Linked DNA regions of Mus musculus: region 1 is linked to region 2. The links are chromatin contacts, called in public Hi-C maps. All regions are on one chromosome and are shown on one strand. Each heading gives the region's core, a stretch centred on a gene start, on an enhancer-like site or on the middle of the called end of the contact. The rest is flanking DNA. Distances are from core to core; before and after follow the strand shown.

The links. Hi-C and Micro-C count contacts between places; a contact is called where the count stands out from the background.
Region 1: a contact with region 2 is called in a Hi-C map of uterus. The contact joins two enhancer-like sites. A contact is called at or near these places in 4 of 484 Hi-C or Micro-C datasets (bone marrow-derived macrophages, cortical neurons and uterus) and 2 of 115 datasets of contacts at active chromatin or transcription factors (astrocytes and fibro-adipogenic progenitors).

Annotation. Positions count from the first base shown.
Region 1 is chr10:87,810,635-87,814,718 of GRCm38.p6, reverse strand. No RefSeq gene overlaps it. Among named protein-coding and RNA genes, the nearest start is that of Gm30073, 14 kb to the right of the region's middle. Within about 2 kb of position 2,143, at least 53 of the 459 cell types and tissues checked have an H3K27ac peak or open chromatin away from gene starts, as enhancers often do. A contact at or near this core is called in cortical neurons and uterus, where this site is marked.
Region 2 is chr10:87,664,711-87,668,605 of GRCm38.p6, reverse strand. No RefSeq gene overlaps it. Among named protein-coding and RNA genes, the nearest start is that of Gm30073, 130 kb to the left of the region's middle. Within about 2 kb of position 2,090, at least 46 of the 459 cell types and tissues checked have an H3K27ac peak or open chromatin away from gene starts, as enhancers often do. A contact at or near this core is called in cortical neurons and uterus, where this site is marked.

The DNA of each region.
Region 1 (4,084 bases), core at 894-3,393, 150 kb before region 2:
CAATGAGGTTGTTTTTCAAGAACATCAACACTGGGTTACCACAAGGTCAATTATTTTCATTGTGGGGTAGAGACTCCAAATGCATTGACAGCAGTCTTGAGATACTGGACACCCATATTTATGGAAGCTTTGCTCACAATTGTCATAAATAAAAATAACCCAAGTGCTGTTGCACATATGTATGATTGAATATCATAAAGCCTTCTAGGGGAAGTCAGTTCTGAATCATGATATGTTGTTGAAGACATTATACTCAAAGGAATAAGCCAGACATACAAAACGTCAAATATCATATCATTTCCACTCAGTGGAACACAGAATTAGCCAAATCCATAGATAAAGACATTATAAGAATGGGTTTCAAGGGCTGAGATGGTGAGTTATAGAGAGCTAGTGTTTGATAGGCAGGAAAAAACAGGGGAGGGGCTGTGATGATGGTTGTCTAACAGTGAGAATAATAAAATTGTCAAATTGTATACTTAAAGGGGGCAGAAGGGTTAAGTGTTATGCTCTGCATATTGTACCACCTTTCAAACGTGATAAAGAAGGAAAGGAAGAGCCATGTGCCTAAGGGTGTACACCACCACTGTCCCTTTCCCATAAAGGCAAGGCCTGGGATAGCTCCAAGAACCCTTTGGCTTTCTCTTCTTGGAAGCCCATGTGAAATGAGAATCGATGCTTTTTGTGGGCCACATTTCATAGCATTGGCTTGCTCTCTTCAACCCTGGAGGGGCAAGGAAAAGTCTCCTGAACACATCCTTTCTCTTGCATAAGAGTTTGTAACGAACTGGGCACGTTTGGATTTGGGAGCTCCTAGGAGAGGCTAGATGCTGGAGAGCATGGGTCACAGAGACAGCCTGCAAGACAGCCTCAGCTGGAGCATCACCCTTGGAGGGGAACAGGAGTTGCTGTAAAAAATGACAGAAGCACACATTGGCAGGGAAGAGAGCTATGGAGCGCTGTTGAGAAGAGAGGCAGGAATCACATTAGAATTTCCAAAGATGATTTTTCTCCCCCAAGGGTCCAGGGCTGGTGGTATTTAACCTTGTCTTAAGCGTCTGCATTTCATATGTGTTTTAAAAATTATCGGTACATATTAAGTGCATAAATTAAATGGGTCCATTGTGGCATTAACACACACACACACACACACACACACACACACCAGGCTGTCACCATGACTATCCCTAAAGACTCCTGCATATAAACATTTCTCCCCAGGAGAGGAAGAGATTCATTCCACTTGATCAAAAGCATCCAGGTGCACAAAAGTGCCTTCTCTGTGCCTGGCAGCCAGCCAAATGGGAGACTGCCTGCCGCTGCTGCACATTTCAAGTGCCTTTTAGAAACGAGGACACCCTGCTTCTCATCCTCCTTGCTCAGTAGCCACCATGTACCCAGGAAGCAGAGGATGTTCCATATGTGTGTGTGTGTGTGTGTGTGTGTGTGTGTGTGTGTGTGTATGAGTGCTTGGCAGACACCTGCCAATACGACAGGACACAGGCAGTGTAGTTTTCAACCTGTGTAATACCCTGCCAGGCAAACAGAGCCTTCAGGGACAGCTAACTCCATGCTGCAGGTCTGGGTCAGGATGGTTGATAGAAGGAGAGGAAAGTAATCCAGGACCCCCCACAGCCCCACAGCCCCTGCTGAATTACCCTGGGGGAATTTGTGACTGCAAAAGCTACTTAACCAGTGAGGACAAAGACTTAATTGTTGGCAAGGATAGGTGGGAAAAGAAATGCTCCTGGGTGTATGCAGCCTATGGCTGCATGTATCCTGTGTAGTGACGTAGACCTCTCTCTTCCTGTCTTTGCTAGGCTGTGAGTACAGACTAGCATATTTGCCTTGCTTCCGATTTCCTTACTTGCGTTTCTGCCTTGCAAATCTGCATCTGAGTCTGTCCCTCCCCTGAGGTCCCTGCTGTCTCTTTCTTATTTACCATTCTCTTTAAGCACAGAGAGATCAATCCCTCCCCTGGTGGTGAAGCAGAGTGCTCAGGCTTGAGGGTTGCTTAGGTGCTGAAGCGCTCAGGGATAGCAAGAAGCCCCCTGCAGTGCTGTGCTGAAGCTAGCTTGCTCCATTCCACTTTCTATAAACCCATGGAAGTCAGATGAAGTTGCCGCCTGCTTCCCTGGTTGGTCCTGTTAATTGATCCCACATGTTTCCTCCGCTGCCTGATGAGAGAGATTCCAGTGTCAGGTTGTGCTGGAGACCAAGTCAGAGCAGCTTCCCCTGACATCTCTGTGATCCTGGGCAGATGCATGCTTAGGGCAGGGCGGCATGACCAGCTGACCATTTAGGGTCTGTGTGTGTGTCAGAGGGGATTGACTGGTGTGGTGTGAGGAGCTGGGCAAAGCCTCTGGCAGGGCATCCTAGTGTGGAGGCCTCCAACACTAGTGGGAGGCAGGAGCAGCCCAGGCCTGACACTGTTGCTGAGGCTGGCTGAGGCACCATTCACTGGGGACTCTGTGACCAGATGGGTGTTGTGGACTCTCACTTTCCATTTACCAGTGAGGGAAGAACAACGGGATCCAGAGAAGTCAAGGAACTTAATGAAAATCACCCAGGAAAGAAGTGGCAAAGTCTGAACAAGAACTTTAGTCTTTTGGTTTTTGTTTGTTTGCTTGTTTTGTTTTGTTTTCATATCAATGCTATTTTTTAATATTTTGTTTTTATTAGATATTTTCTTTATTTACATTTCAAATATTATCCCCTTTCCCTGTTTCTTGTTGGGCAGGTTTGCACTTTCTTCTCACATAAAGAGTGAATGATAGTTCAGGCAGTTCTGCAGAGAGTTGGCAGAGGATGGAAGTATGCTCAAAGAGAATGCTCAGGACTTTTTCCCGGGCCCATTCTCAGATCCACCCTCTTTCCCATCTGATGCATGAAGGGCTAGCAGGCTCGGAAGGTCTGTTGAACAGTCTGAAAGTCTAAAATTTGTTTCCTTACTTAACTTTTAATTAAAATATCATTAAATAACTTCCCCCTTTCCCCTTCTTCCTTCTCACTGCTCCCGTGTTCCATGCCTCCTCACTTCATCTCAAATTCATAGCTTCTTTATTTTTACTTGCTGTTGTCATGTATGTTTATATAAATACATACATGTATAAATGACCCACTGAGTCCATTTAGCATTGCTGTGTGTATATGATTTTAGGGCTGACCACTTAGTATTGTATGACCACTTAGGGGGTTCATCCTTGGGGAAGACAATTCTCCCCCTCTCTACGGTGTTTAGGTGTTGTAGGAGTGGGGACCCATGGGATCTCCTCCGTCTACATTAGCATGTCTATTGATGTTCTTGGTCAGGACTTGTTTAGGAAGTTGTAGTATGCTGGGTGAAGCTTCCCTATGACTTCTAGGACACAAGACTGTGCAGCAGATTCTCCAGCTCTCACAATCTCTGCACCATCTCTTTCTTGATTATTTTCTTTCTCTCTCTCTCTTTCTCTCTCTCTCTCTCTCTCTCTCTCTCTCTCTCTTTCTCTCTCTCTCCCTCCCTCCCTTCCTCCCTCCCTTCCTTCTTCCCTTCTCTCTCTCTCTCTCTTTCTCCCTCCCTCTCCCTCCCCCCTTCTCTCTTTTTCTTTTTGAGTTTTAGAGGCAGGAGTCATGTTCTATGTTTCCAGTAGGATCATGCACCTTGCGATCAGTTGGCCTATGCATTTTGATCATTTGACTTCTCTATAATGGTCTCTGTTGCAGAAGGAAGGTTCTTTGATGAGGATGAAAGTTATACTTCTCTGTGGATATAAGGACAAATAATTAGAATATAGTTAGGGTTTTTGTTGGCTTATTAAAGTGGAGATAGTAGGCGTTCTTCTAAGATCCATGACCTCACTGGCCCTGGGTAGTTGGTTAGATTTCCAATACCAGGCATGATTTCTCTCCTGGTTGAGTTGGCCTTGAGTCCAGTTGTTGGTTACTGCCAAGATGTGAATCCCCTACTGCACCCTTAGAGCTATCTTGTCATGCCAGCCATTAATCACAGATAGGTAGGACTATAGGTTACTTCCCTCTCTCAAGCTTGTACGATTACCTCCAGTATTCTTTCAGGGCAGATCCAGCTCAGGTCCTCCCAGTT
Region 2 (3,895 bases), core at 841-3,340:
AGTAGTTGTTTTATTGCTCCACTGTGCCCTTGATATAAGCAAAGAAGCTGGACAGAAGCTGGAGAACCTTCTCATGGTGAAGACATTCTGTCTAGAAATCCATGTTTCACTGTAGCATAACAAGAACATGAAATTGATGCATATGCCAATCCTTAGAATCCTTGGGAGAAAGAGACTAAACTGAAAGTCTTTTACTGGAAAGGGGGTGGCTTAATAAACCAGGTTCTTAGCGAATGAGAAGGAATGATAAGAGAGAGAAATTTACATGGAGTCATGGACAAATGGTGACACTGTTGATGTGTATGAAAAGAGGAAACAGACAAAACTGGAGAGAAGGGGACTGGATGACCAATGGGAGAGTGACAGTAGTCCTCTCCACCCGGTTCTAGGCACACTCACCAGAGCCATCTTATTGTCGCGCCCCCCCCCCCCCCCCTAGAATGGGAGGCGCCTCTCTCCAACAGTGGGAAGGATAAAGGTGGACACGGAAGTTGTCAACATGAATCTGGAATCGTTCCCACGAAGCTTGCTTGCAGCGGGGCTTCAATGCTAACCCCACCCCTTTCTGTTTTTAACCTAAGATTTAACAGATGGTGGGAGGAACAAGAACCTCTTAGTTTAAAAAAGAAATCTATAGATTCAGGACCCCCTTTCCAAAAGCTGCGGAGTCTGGGGAGAGGGGCTTCAAGCTTACGAACGAACTCCACGGGATTGATCGCTCGCAGCAGAGTGGTGGAAAAACACTGTTGATAAGGCTGTCTGGAGCCAGCCTGTGGAAGGCCTTGGATTTCAGGACAGAGGGTTTGGACTTGGTCCTGGAGGCAGAGGGAGCCAGAGAAGACTGGGGGGGGGGGGGGGGGGTGAGCACTTGATGAAAGAGTTCCTCAGTCACTCAAGAAAAATCACTTGCACAGCTCATTCTTCTCCTTAGAAAACAATCTCAGAACTTAGCTTCAAATGTACCCCCAATTCAGCAAAAAACATATACCAGCCCCTGCAAGGCTCCCATGGGGAGTTCATGAGTGCAGGCTCAAAGCATAATCTGTGTTTTACTTGGCATTTTAGCATGTCTATGGGTGATGCATGTCCTCAGATGAGGACAGGCTGATATGATTAAACATTTTTATATCAGTTATTCTGACTCTCTCATGGTGCCTTCCTACCCCCACCTCACCACCAGCCCCCATCCCCCTTTTCAGCCTTCCACTTCAGGCCTTCTAGATATTCGGAGTGAAGTGCTTAGAAAAGAGATGAGTATCGTCCTTAGTAGCACCTGTGTGGTGCATAGTCTCAGCACAAGAGGTTTGCAGGGATCCAGCCACTGCTTTCTTAAGGTCTCTGGATATCACGTGGTTCCTAGGAGTCTGGCATGTGGTGTCTGGCACTTGGCATGTCGTGTATGGCAAGTGTTCAACCAGAGTCACAGTGTTTATGGTACATATGGCTTTAGCTGGTATCTAGCTTGGTTTGCTTCCTCCCATCCTTCTTGCTTAAGGCCTTCCCTCTGTTCTCTCACACCTCTCCCCTACTTTCTTTTAGACTGTGGGTTCTAGTCTTCTCCTTCTCTTTCTTCTCCTCTCTTCTTACTTTCTATCTCCTTGTAACTTTCCTTTTTCTCTAGAGGAACTGGGAAAGACAAGGGTGTGTGGGCGGCCATGGAGTCCCTCCAAGGAAAGTGTGAGGCTTTGGGCAAAAGAGATCTCTCATTTCTTCCAAACATAGGTCTAATCTGAACAGCCTCCAGGCTCTAGACTCCAATCCAACATCAGTGGTTTCAGTCGGCCTCCGTGAGGAAGGGCCCCAGGGATGCTCTGTTGTTAGTCTTGTCTTGGAGAAAACCAAGTCTCTGAATTTACTTGTTTCACAGAATGGGGCACCCACATTCCCTTTCCTAAGCCACTACAGCCCCAGAGAGGCTCCTCTGAGCGAGAGGCCTGGCTGCAGAGAAGCAAGACTTCATTAAGGATTTGATTTATCCCCAAATGATCTATTGTTATGCATCAAACATGTTTTCCCTCCAAAGCAGTTGGCAGGCAGCACACAGATAAATTACTACAAGATGTAACCATACAAGCTGTTCAAAAGGAAAACGGTTCTCTGTGTGTGGAGCTCAGGAGAGCACATCTATAAACATGTGTTGGGAAATCGCTTTGGTATAAGTTGGCTGGAAGAAATGGGAGGCCGCCCTAAAGTACCAGCTTGTTGTGATATGGGACAGTTCTTCTGAGGTCATGGCCCAATGTCTCAGGGGCAAAGAAATAGCAGGCCATTTCCATAGACAAAAGAGCCAGATTTCTTGTTTGCTGGAGAGAAGGGGTTATGAAGATTTTACTTGCAAATCAGGCAGTTAATTACTGCTCTGCTGTGTTTCAGATGAGTAGGATCACACGGCAGCATAGTGCCATTCCGTTCATTAGGAAGGAAAAGCTACTGGGTGTAGCATCATAGAAAGAGCAGAATAAATCACTTCCCAGCCACATGCCCTTACTAGCTCTGAGATCCAACGCATCTCGGAGATGCTGCTCTCATTTATCAGATCAGAAGTTGAGCATGCATGCCTCGCTTTGACAAGGTTAGAAGATCTATCTCTTGTCTTGGGGAATTATATCCTACAGGAAGATAACCCCAATGATAAAGTGTTTTTCACTCGAATGCATAAGGACCTGAATTCAATCTCTGGAACCTGCATATTAAAAGCCAGGTGTGGTGATAATGCACTTGTAATCCCAGTGCTAGAGGTTTGGAGTCGTGGAAATCTGAAACTCAACGACCAACAAGCCTAGGCTATTTAACAAACTCAATGCCAGTGACAGAGTCTGCTTCCTCCAAAAGATAAGAGCCCAAGGAATGACACCCAAGTTGTCTTCAGACATCAACACTTATATCCACACATACACACATCCTCACATACGATTCAGATACACCAGTACAAACATGTATACGCAGGAATTATATCTGCAATCTGCTGTGTCATTTCACTATAAGCAATGACCAGTCATGATGTGTCAAAATTAAATTAAAATAAATTCTTTAGTCAGTAGCTGCATGGAGCTTGTGGCTACTATGTTTGGTAGCAGAGAGAGAGATTATTTTTATTCTGCTCATAGCTCAACTGGAAAATGGTGTTCTAGACCCTGACAGGGGCAATGTGGAGAATATACATACAATTGCCTCCTGCTTCATGGTTTTCAGGCATATGTGCATATCACAGTGACTTTCAGAATTATGTTTGTAGCAAAGCAGAAATGTTCCTTGATATCCTGTTTTTACAAAAATCTTTATTTGAGGATCTACCCTGGCTACGTCTACAAAGCATGGTGATTGCTGGAAAATCAGAGAGTAGAAAGTAGATGATTTCTTGGCCTTCAGAAAGAGGTCACCAAGGGAGCAAGTATGAGAGACCTTGGCTCCAGCCACAATTGCACTTCAGCAAGTGTGACAGAGTAAAAACAAAAGGAAGTCAAAAAGGAAAGGGGAAAGAAAGAAAAAGTCAAAAACTCTGACCCATAATTGTGCCTGTCCAAAAGAACTGCAGGGACAAAAATGGAGAAGAGCCTGAGGAAAAGGAGGTCCAGTGGCAGGCCCAAAGTGGGATCCAGCTCAAGGGAAGGCTCCAAGACCTGACACTATTACTGAGGCTATGGGGTGCTCACAAAAATGGACCTAGCATGACTGCCCTCCGAAGGACCCAACAAGCAGCTGAAAGAGTCAGATGCAGATATTTACACCCAACCAATAGACAGAAGCAGCTGATCCCTGTGACTGAATTAGGGAAAAGCTGGAAGAAGCTGAGGAGGAGGACGACCCTGTAGCAAGAACAGCAGACTCAATTAACCTGAATCCCTGAGATCCCTCAGACACTGGACCATCAGCCAGGCAGCATACACCAGCTGAT